Linked DNA regions of Bos taurus: region 2 is linked to region 1. A link is a contact called in public Hi-C data. All regions are on one chromosome and are shown on one strand. Each heading gives the region's core, a stretch centred on a gene start, on an enhancer-like site or on the middle of the called end of the contact. The rest is flanking DNA. Distances are from core to core; before and after follow the strand shown.

What was found. A called contact is a pair of places that touch in the nucleus more often than the background predicts.
Region 2: a contact with region 1 is called in a Hi-C map of liver, with 1.6 times the contacts expected there. The contact joins two enhancer-like sites. A contact is called at or near these places in 2 of 11 Hi-C or Micro-C datasets (liver and skeletal muscle).

Annotation. Positions count from the first base shown.
Region 1 is chr20:11,008,609-11,014,399 of ARS-UCD2.0, forward strand. The region is part of intron 3 of LOC104975214 (a long non-coding RNA gene); the gene reads left to right. Among named protein-coding and RNA genes, the nearest start is that of SLC30A5, 450 kb to the left of the region's middle. Within about 2 kb of position 2,658, at least 1 of the 102 cell types and tissues checked has an H3K27ac peak or open chromatin away from gene starts, as enhancers often do. A contact at or near this core is called in liver, where this site is marked.
Region 2 is chr20:11,108,974-11,114,764 of ARS-UCD2.0, forward strand. The region is part of intron 3 of LOC104975214 (a long non-coding RNA gene); the gene reads left to right. Among named protein-coding and RNA genes, the nearest start is that of PIK3R1, 370 kb to the right of the region's middle. Within about 2 kb of position 2,943, at least 12 of the 102 cell types and tissues checked have an H3K27ac peak or open chromatin away from gene starts, as enhancers often do. A contact at or near this core is called in liver, where this site is marked.

The DNA of each region.
Region 1 (5,791 bases), core at 1,408-3,907:
AGAGTTTCCTTCATTGTGCAAAAGCTTTTAAGCTTAATTAGGCCCCATTTATTTATTTTAGTTTTTATTTCCATTACTCTGGGAGGGGGATCATAGAGGATATTGCTGTGATTTATGTCAGAGAGTGTTCTGCCTATGTTTTCCTCTAAGTTTTATAGTTTCTGGTCTTACATTTAGATCTCTAATCCATTTTGAATTTATTTTTGTGTATGGTGTTAGAAAGTGTTCTAGTTTCATTCTTTCACATGTGGTTGAACAGTTTTCCCAGCACCACTTGTTAAAGAGACTGTCTTTTCTCCATTGTATATTTTTGCCTCCTTTGTTAAAGATAAGTTGTCCATCGGTGTGTGGATTTACCTCTGGACTTTCTGTTTTGTTCCATTGATCTATATTTCTGTCATTGTGCCCATACCATACTGTCTTGATGATTGTAACTTTGTAGTCTGAAGTCAGGATGGTTGATTCCTCCAGTTCAATTCTTCTTTCTCAAGATTGCTTTGGCTACTTGAGATTTTTGTGTTTCCATACAAATTGCGGAATGATTTGTTTTAGTTCTATAAAAAATACCATTGGTAGTTCGATAGGGGTTGCATTGAATTTGTAGATTGCTTTAGGTAGTGTACTCATTTTCACTATATTGATTCTTCCAATCACAAACATGGTATATTTCTGCATCTATTTGTGTCATCTTTGATTTCTTTCATCAGTGTTTTATAGTTTTCTATATACAGGTCTTTTGTTTCTTTGGTCAATTTATTCCTAAGTATTTTATTCTTTTCTTTGTAATGGTGAATGGGATTGTTGCCTTAATTTCTCTGATTTTTCATTGTTAGTGTATAGGAATGCAAGGAATTTCTGTGTATTAATTTTATATCTTTCAATTTTACTATATTCATTGATTAGCTCTAGTAATTTTGAGTGGCAATAGTCTTGTTAGCTATCTTTAATTGTGAAAATGACTCTTGCTTATCATAAAATTTCAAACAATACATGAAAATATAAGGGAGAAAGTAGGTATCAACTCAGATCCTTCAACCTAGAGTATGCCACTTTAGCAAACATCCTTCTATGTAAACTTGCATATACCCACACTGAAACACTTTTGTAGGAATGGTATGCAGTTTAAGTTAACAGACACTTATTGTGCAAGGGCTATGCAAGGCATTTGGCATACATGAACAAGCAGTGAACAAGACAGGGAGGAGCCCTGCCTAATGGAGTTTCACTCTCAGCCTTCATTTAAGGCAGGTTCCCAGAAAATTGATGCTGATTACAAAACCCCATGTGGGCCAGGAGCCCTGTGCTTGATAGTGGAGCCTTTGAACAAGCTGGCTTCTCTGCCTGGATTGCTTCTCTCCCTTCCCCCTACTGTGGAAGGATTTCCACATTAAAAGATATAATTCTGCTGTATATGAAATGGAAGTCTGTTTTCTTTTGTATGGATGAATCATTGATTCATTTTTACTTTTAACCAATGACTTTATTATTAGATTTTAGATTGTTTCAAATATTTTTTCTATTATAAATAGCTGTCTAACAAACATTCTTTTGTATACATCCTGACCATTTATTTTGGGGTACATTCCTTAAAGTGGAATTACTAGATCAAATGATATAGACTTGAAATTTTTAATACGTGTTGCCCTTCTGAAAATTCTAGCAATAGTATGTAAAGTCATTTTCCCATACCTTACCAATAGTTGGAATCCTCAGTTTATGAAACCTTTGACCATCTGATGAAAGTTACTTTTACTTGTTAGTAAGTTGATTGTTATCTGTCTATTCATTCTTTATATATCTTCTTTTGTGAACCTTCTGTTCATATCCTTTGCCTATTTTTTTCTATTGAGATTCTGGTCTTTTCACATTAATGATTTACAAGTGCTCTTTGTATATTAAGGGCATTGACACTTTGCTGCTGTTGCTGCTGCTAAGTTGCTTCAGTCGTGTCCGACTCTGTGCAACCCCATAGACGGCAACCCACTAGGCTCCTCTGTCCCTGGGAGTCTCCAGGCAAGAATACTGGAGTGGGTTGCCATTTCCTTCTCCAATGCATGAAAGTGAAAAGTGAAAGTGAAGTCGCTCAGTCGTGCCCAACTCTTAGTGACCCCATGGACTGGAGCCTACCACGCTCCTCCGTTCATGGGATTTTCCAGGCAAGAGTACTGGAGTGGGGTGCCATTGCCTTCTCCGGACACTTTGCTATACCTATTACTAATATCTTTTCTATATATTATTTCACATTTAATTTTTTATGTTGTCTTTGTCATTGAGAGGTTAAAACAAACAAACAGAAAAGCCATGGTCATATCTAGTCACCTTTTTTTTTTCATGGTTTTGTATTTTTATGTTTTATCTTCATTTCTAATTATATTGTCTCACTGGTTGTACCCAACTGAATTTGAGGCTTGGGTGAGTACCAGATGGCTAAGAATTCATTCCAATAAGACAAGGGACCATGCAGGTAAAAATGGGAAAATAACTAGAAAATGTGTTTGAGATCACCTCTGTTCTCTCATATAAAGGCATGACCCCATGGATTGTAGGATTTTCATATGGTGGTTTCTGAACAGTCTGAGAGCAGGTGTGTGTAAGATGACCTTTGTACAAACACACAAAATGAAGAGAACCATCTCTTCTATAAGAATAGGGTCCTCTGCCAGTCCCGGTGTGGGTATGCCAGTGTCAGTGTGGACGGGGCAGTGCTAAGGATTGTACTGAGCTTAACAGGGGAGTCTGAGGAAAATTGATATAGAAGGTAAAATTCATTCTGAAGAGTTAAAGTAGTCATGACTTGTGTTTCTACTCTTTGATCTCCACCTTCATATATGGTAGATAATCTTGTCCTCATTTTCCATATCTTAAAAACAAACCAACAAACAAGGCTTTTAGAGATGAATGATTGGCCCAAGGTACATAGCTAGTAAGTAGAAGAGCTGGGAGTTGAACTCTGAGTTGAGCTGAGTCCAAAGCTAGAAATAGCAACCAAAAGCTAATATTGTAAAATTGAGTACTCATCTGGACAAGTATTGTGCAAAGTGCTTCCTATCTATTAGCTCTTTTAATATAACAGTAACCATTTGAGGTAAGCATTTCTATCTTCAAGAGAAGAACACAGAAGCCCAGAGCAGCTAAGAAACATGCCCAAGGTCATGTAAGCTAGTAAGTTGCAGAATCAGGAACTGAACCAACACATTTTGACTTTGACACTTGTAGTTTTTTCTTCATGCATATCTTTCTTTTTAAATTTTAATTTAAAAGAAAATAACTATTTTTTATAATTATGAAATGCTCATTCTTGTTAAAATTGCAAAGAATTCATGAAATAAATCATTGTTGTTTCCATTGCTCCATGCTGCTTACTCCTGACATATGTTTTGAATCAGCAGTACCTCTGGGAGAGTTTAGCACCCTATTTCCACTACCCATGCTTCAAAAGTTATCTTTTTTTCATGAAAATTTATTTTTTAGAGTAACTACTGAATGGAGAAAAGGAATAATTTATATAATTACTAGGCAATCTTGGTGTTGTCAAGCGTGACCAAAGTACCTGGAAAAGTTAATAAGTGAGTGATTGTTTAATTACTTAACTACTAATGATTTTCCAGGAATTGAACCATTTGGTTTTGCACCTGAACATTTTTTATTAAGTCGATTAGAAACAACCTATGAGACAGCAGAGTTCTGAGTTCCAAAGGTCATTGCATTTGGGTCACCATTATTGATTCCACTATGGGGTTCCACTAAAATATTGATTGAGATTATTGACCAGTTATTTTAATACATTCTGTCCTTCAGTGGGCATGAGTAACACATTGGATGATCAAAAAAAATTGTGCTTTCCAAATCTTGCTCCCTAGACTAGAGCCCTTTTCTTTGATGTGCTTACATTTTCTTTCAATTCATGATCTTACTAGAAAATATTTTCCTAAAGCTTAGTCATATATTACATTTGATTTTATAAATGATGAACACCAGATTTCAGAAAGCCTTTTGATGAACAGAGATCCTTTGTACTTGGACACTTTCCCCAACTCTTTTCCCAGCGCATACTCACACCCATATATATTATACATCCCTACCATTCCCTCATTTTTTCCCACCCTTCAACGAATTGATTTTTAACTATTCAGCAAGGACTGGAAGATAAATAGTTCAACGAGAGTTGTTAGGAAGAAACAAAGGGGACCAAATATGTATTCCTGGATACAAAGAGAGTGTCTTTTATCCTTACAGTTGGGCTTGTTATCAGGTGCCAGAATTACCTGTAGGGCTTGTTAAAACAGATTCCTGGGTCCCACTCCTGGAGAGTCTGGCTTGGTGGGTCTCTAGTGGACCCTAAGAGTATGCATTTCCCATAAGGTCCATGCATGTGCTGCTGATTGTAGTGGTTTTTTAAAAATGGCCACAAATTATTCAGCCTTCCTCCCTCCTTCTGAACTACCCCATACCTCTACTCAGGCTTCCCAGGTGGCTTGGTGGTAAAGAATCCTTCTGCCAATGCAGGAGACACAGGTTCAATCCCTGGATTGGGGAGATCCACTGGAGAAAGAAATGGCAACCGACTCTAGTATTCTTCCCTAGGAAATCCCATGGATTGAGCAGCCTGGTGGGCAACAGTCCATGGAGTCACAAAGAATCAAACACGACTTAATGCCTGGGTACACACTCGTGCATACCTCTACTCTCCAACACCTCCATATTCAATAAGGCCAGTAGATTTTACCCTTGAAACGTTTCTCATGACTGCTGATTTCTTTGCCCTGACTTCCCACTGACCAAATTCCTTCCATCTTCATCTCTCACCTGGATTATTATAATCATCTGTTTGTACTTCTTCATGCCACAAACACTCCTGTTAAAACTGTCCACCACTCTGTAGACAGTGTAATCATTTAATTCTAAAATCAGTTCCTTCTTGTCTTTCTTTCCTGTAAAATTCTCATTTATCTTCTAAAACTTCAGAAATTATCTCCTCAAGGAAGCCTTCCTTGAAACCCTTCTGGTTAGATGGCTCTCTCTGTCTTTTTTTTTTTTCTTTTTAAACTTTACATAATTGTATTAGTTTTGCCAAATATAAAAATGAATCCGCCACAGGTATACATGTGTTCCCCATCCTGAACCCTGCATACTTTTAGCTTAGTATATTTTCCATTTATTGGAATTGTGTGTAGTAGTCTCTTCCATTAGAATGCAAATCCCTTCAACTAGAAACCATAGCTTATTCATCTTCCTACCACAACCACCTGAGATAGGAACACAATGGTTACTTAATAAATGTCAAACTGCACTAAACAGTGACACTGGATTAAACAGTGAAGACTTGTTGGGCAGCATGCAGTTCATTCATTCAACAAATATTTATTGTCACCCTGCTTATTTAACTTATATGCAGAGTACATCATTAGAAACATTGGGCTGGAAGAAGCACGGGCTGGAAGAAGCACAAGCTGGAATTAAGATTGCCGGGAGAAATATCAATAACCTCAGATATACAGATGACACCACCCTTATGGCAGAAAGTGAAGAGGAACTAAAGAGCCTCTTGATGAAAATGAAAGAGGAGAGTGAAAAAGTTGGCTTAAAGCTCAACATTCAGAAAACGAAGATCATGGCATCTGGTCCCATCACTTCATGGGAAATAGATGGGGAAACAGTGGAAACAGTGTCAGACTTTATTTTTGGGGGCTCCAAATCACTGAAGATGGTGATTGCAGCCATGAAATTAAAAGATGCCTACTCCTTGGGAGAAAAGTTATGACCAACCTAGATAGCATATTCAAAAGCAGAG
Region 2 (5,791 bases), core at 1,693-4,192, 100 kb after region 1:
CCTTGAAAAAATAAAACCTATCAGTTAAGGAGCCTGTGCTGTTCCTCAAGGCTCCTAGAGAAGTCAGACATGAACAACTCCTGGTGTAGGAGGCAGGGGACGGAGGATGCCACTAGGGAATCAACAAGGCTCCTGAGAAACACAGAAGATAAAAAGGAGAAGACTTATTACTTGACTACATAAGCATTTAAAATTTTTGCAGGAAAAAATTCATAAATGAAACTGAAACTTGGAAACAAGGAAGAAAATGGGCCACATTAAGAGCCACCTTCCTTCATATGTAAAGAGCGTTTACAAAAGAAACATTGAATCAGTGAGCAGAGGTATATTTCACCTCTAGGTGACCTTAGCTGATTACTCATCAGGTTCATGGATCAAATTCAATTTCACAGTTATTCTGGGAATAATAGTGCAAGTTTAGACCAAAAGATGGAAACCCCATAATGCCCTTAGGAAACTTAGCTTTCCTTTGCTTCTTGGCATGAGCACAGAAATGATTTTGAGGGGAAAGGACTGCAATTATTGACTGTGACATGTGATCCAGGAGGTTCTTTTAGCAAAATGTTTCTATAGCACCTTGTGTTCTGACTGAACACTACGGTAGAGGGTCTTGAAAATCCTAAGGCTTCCATTTGGAGATTATATCCCTAGAATATGCTACTCAGCCTGGCTTTCTAAGCTCTATTAGAAGTGGCCACAATCAGCCTATAGAGAATGTTGAAATACTTCAGTCTCACTGTGATTTTAGTCTTTTGAATGGCCAGCTATAGTTGCAGTGACATCATTGTTCCTATTATGGGTTGAATCATGTCCCGCTAATTTCATTTTTTTAGGTCCTAACCCGGGAGTTGTGGTGATGGACAGGGAGGCCTGGCGTGCTGCGATTCATGGGGTCGCAAAGAGTCAGACATGACTGAGGACTGAACTGAACTGAACTGAACCCATGATACCTCAGAATGTGACCTTATTTGGAGACTGGGGTCTTTTTAGAGCTAATCAAGTTAAAATGAGATCATTTGGGAGGGCCCTAATCCAATATGACTAGGGTCCTTATAAAAAGGGAGAAACTTGGAGACAAACAGGCATACAGAAAGAATGCCATGTGAACATGAAGACAGCCATCTACATACTATGAAGGCCTGGAACAGATCCTTCATAATCCTCAGAAGGAGTCAATCCTGCTCACAACCTTGATTTGGCCTTCTTGCCTCTAGACAATAAATTTCTGTCATATAGACTACCTTGTCTTTGATTTTTTTGTTGTGACAGCCCTATAAAACTAATCAAATTCTCACATTCAGTCATTTTCATCCACTTCTCTATGTTTAAAGTAAAATAATTTTTTATTTTAATGAAGTCTCTCAGTTGTGTCTGACTCTTTGCGACCCCATGGACACCAGGCTCCTCTGTCCATGGGATTTTCTAGGCAAGAGTACTGGAGTGGGTTGCCATTTCCTTCTCCAGGGGATCTTCCCGACCCAGGGATCGAACCCAGGTCTCCCGCATTGAAGACAGATGCTTTACCGACTGAGCCACCAGGGAAGTCCAATAAAACCTTATATTCTATTAAATTGTTTTCCCATATGGAAAGGAATGGAGAGATGGTGAGAAAGAGAGGACATTTGGCTATTTAAAAACTGTGTTTTATAAGCATCCCTCTATACGTCAGGCACCATAATATATATACAATGGTGAATAACAGAACATGGTTCCTGCCCTCATGGAGCCTATAATCAGAAGTAAAAAAAAAAAAAAAAAACCCGAACCTAGACAGTTAGAGTGTGATGAGTGTTTCCTATGACAAGGGTATGCAAAGCCTCCTCTGAGAGGAGGTAAGAGAGCCCCGAATCTTCTCCTGGGAATCCAGAAAGACTTCTCTGTCACTCTGAAGTGACATCCGAGCTGAAACTTGAGTCATGGACAGAAATTAGCTGATGAAAGGGGTGTAAAATCAATGAAAAACAGTGAGGGCAAAGAAGGTAACGTTTCTAGGTAAAGGCAACAGCTGGGCTCCGTGCTTCACATATAAATAGGGAAGTAAACTTGGCCTCTATTTGGAACTGAGGAAATGGCCTCAGGGTCACTACGGAAGCAAACAAAGCAGGTAGAGCTGTGCAAGTGGAAAAAAAAAAAAAGTTATCAGCTGCAGACTTTATTTGGGCAGCCTAGATGGAGGTGACCTTGACCTTGGTGGATCACCTCAAGTGCTAAATGCAAGAGGAATAACACTGGCTGCCCCCAAGCAGCCCCTCAGGCGTGCTATCCAATCTTCCTGACCTGTGTCCCAATGTTCTCACACAACACTTTCACAGCCTGATTTGGGAGTTTCTAAAAATGTTTTGTACAGAGCCAGATTTTGTGAGGGGGCCAAGCAACAAAGAAAACCCCACTTAGCCGATGGAAGAATTGTTCAGTCTTGTCCCCTGATGGGAAAGGCCACTCCCTCCTCTCCCAATCCTTTCCAAGAACCTTAAAACTGAAAGAGCCTTTTATGTTTCTGATAAATGGTTTGGCAAACATTTAAAGTTTTGGAATTGCATCCTACCTGACTTGCCTTCCACTAATCCCCTCTCTCCTCCATCAAAATATGTTGTGTCTCCTGGCAACACAGCCTGCAGAATGAGTGGTGTCTTGGAAAGGTTAATGTTCTAGAGGTTGCTTCTGGGTCCTCATTCTCATTTTGCTGATAACTAGTCCTGTGATAGAAAAAAAAAAAAAAAAAATCCTCTCATCCCCAAGTTTCAGTTTTTAAAAGTATAAACCAATTGAGGTCAGCAAGCCTGTGAGATGTCACCCCACCAGCATGTTAGGATTCTATTATTCTTTCTGCATCCAAAGCTACTTTAATTCACCCCTACTCAAACTAACCATAGTCTAGTCATTGTCAGAGGTGAGAGGAAGTGGCTTTTGGCAGTGGTGGGCAGTTCTGTGGCTGCTGTGTTGTCGTCAGTAAGTGTTGTGATGCTGGGTAAACATGAGCCAGCAGGAACTCAATTTCCCCTCTTCTCTGTCGCTTGCCGTCATCTACTATGTCAACCTTCTCTCTTCACCTCACCCCTCATCCTCTTCCACCCACAAATTCATCCAAAAACTTTTGCCTAGAGGGTAATTCAAGACTTATTTCTTTAATGGTCAGAATTGTGCTGGGTCAAGACTTTTAACTGTGTATTTAATTAGTCATCTGTATGCATGTAACTTAAAGGCGTTCAGCTGTGCCTTTTTATAGGATTAATAAAGCGAGTTGTAAATCACCTATGCAGCCTTTAAAAGTATTTATAGCAGCTTTTCTCTCCCTTTGCCATTACAGAAGCTTTGTTTGAACTAGCTGAGGTTTGCACAGGGATAGTTCTACCCAGTTCTAGGAGGAAAGCGTTAACAGTCCCTTCCTGGCAAACCACAACCCCATCATTAGGCAATGCAAAATGTGCTGAAATGTTAAGCTCCAGCAAGGACGTTCCATGGCGTTATTGCCAACAGCAAGCCTTCTGTCTTAATGAAAATCAAAATACAAAAAAGGCAGTCAACTGCAGGCACAAAACTTAAGCCGAACTGGAGAAATATGACCAGAGTTGGAATGCCATAGCTTCTTGACTTCTATAAACCTTAACAGGACTTGGCAAGCCCTTCTCCAAGCTCATTCATTTGCACTGGCCAAACACCTTTTGGAACCACCTCAGCCAATTCCGCATATCACTGAGTCTGCAGAGGAACAAGCCACCTTTTGTCTGATAGGGTTCAGAACTGTTGTGGGTAGAGTAAACAGTTACGAGAACCCCTTCTTTGTGTCAGCAGGAGGTTTATTTCTCACACCCTTCTCTCCTGCCTGTGAAAGAAAAGATCCCAGTTCTTAAACAAGAACTAGACCTTTGTCATCTCCCCAACATAGTTTCTGTACAAGTCCTTCTTGACTTGAATTCTTCCAGCTGAAGGCAATAGAAAATAACATTGATTGGGATCATGGTTGACAGTAAGTTAAACACACAGCCCCTAGTTACCATTTCAGGGTTACCTGGAGAGAAGCAGCCACAGGTTTTGGATTTACAGACACATGTTCTGAAACCTCACAACTCATATTTCTTCTTTAGAAGAATCTTAACTGTCTAATAATCAGCGACTTCTCAGTTGAAAGAATAAAAGAAACATAACTATTAAAGGAAGAGAAAACCGTGATGAATACTCTGACTTGAGGTTTGGGACAGGCTGCATTGGAGCATCCATAAACAGGTATCTGTTTGTGTATCTCCCTGGCTATCAGAAGCTAAAGGACTTGGCCAATTTGGTGGACCCTAGAGTTAATCACGGAGAAGGCACCCCACTCCAGTACTCTTGCCTGGAAAATCCCATGGACAGAGGAGTCTGGTGGGCTGCAGTCCATGGGGTCGCTAAGAGTCAGACAAGACTGAGCGACTTCACTTTCACTTTTCACTTTCATGCATTGGAGAAGGAAATGGCAACCCACTCCAGTGTTCTTGCCTGGAGAATCCCAGGGATGGGGGAGCCTGGTAGGCTGCCATCTATGGGGTCACACAGAGTCGGACACGACTGAAGAGACTTAGCAGCAGCAGCAGCAGAGTTAATCAACTCAGGGTGCAACTGGGCTTTTGTTTGGAGTCCTTGGTATCACTTGTGTTCATGTTTATTCAGGAATGAAGTGTGAGGTTTTGTGTGCTGCGCAGGGGTGGTGGGGGAGAAGTGTGGAATAGCAGTGGGCTCTTCTCCCTGAAAACTAGCCCTCTGAGTGGGAATTTGATTCACCAACTTTGTGAAATTTTTCCTACCTTGGAGATTGGCTGGAGCTTCTTCAAATCTCAAACTCCTGTGTCTTCTTTGAACTTGCTGGCTTTTCTTTTTCTCCCTTCCATCCTTCTCCTTTCATCTTTTCTTTCTGTTTAGAAAAGATCTTTGGTGAAAATATCATGGATGATATCCACAATATCTGACTTTAGAATATGGGGTTCAGGAATAATTCTTTTTGAGATGGGACATATTTATATTGAGATGGGATATCTTCTACAAAGAAAACACACAGAGGAAAACCAGCTTTCCCTCTGATTGTGGCTAGGTTAAACTTGTTTTCTACTGATGGATCATCTTATGTTTCTCCATTATTTTCTCTACTGTTTTCCATTATTTCTTTGCAGCTAGAGAGCTAGTCTCTTTTTAAAAGGGTTAACAAATAATAGAAAGAATTTGAAGTTAAGATTAAGAGTTTAGGTTTACATCTTCTATCATGTTTCCTTTGGTGGCTACTGACTTTTAACAAATAATGTATCATGAGATTCACACATTTTAGGTGTGCAGTTCAATGATTATTATGTCAATTTATGTAAAATCTCAATAATCATTTAGAAATATTTGTATCACTCTAGTGAAGTTTCTCATATCCATTTTACCTAATCTTTTTCCTATCCTCAGCCTCAGACAATCTCTAGTTTACTTCCTGTTTCTTTACATATAAATGGAATCATTCAATATGTAGTCTTTCTTTGAAGTTTATTAATGTTGTAGTATGTATCAATATTTCATTCCTTTTATTGCTGAGAATATTCCAATGTATGAATATACCATATTTTGTTTACTCATCAATTTATGGACATTTGGGTTATGTCCACTTCTAAGCTATTATGAACAATATGGCTGTGAATATTTGCGTGCAGGTCTTAGTGTGGATGTATGTTACCATTTCTCTTGGTTAAATGAGTAGGTCTGGAATTCCTGGGTCATAGGGTAAATTTATGTTTAAGTTTTAAGAAACTGTAAAACTTTTTTCAAAGCATCTGTACCATTTTAT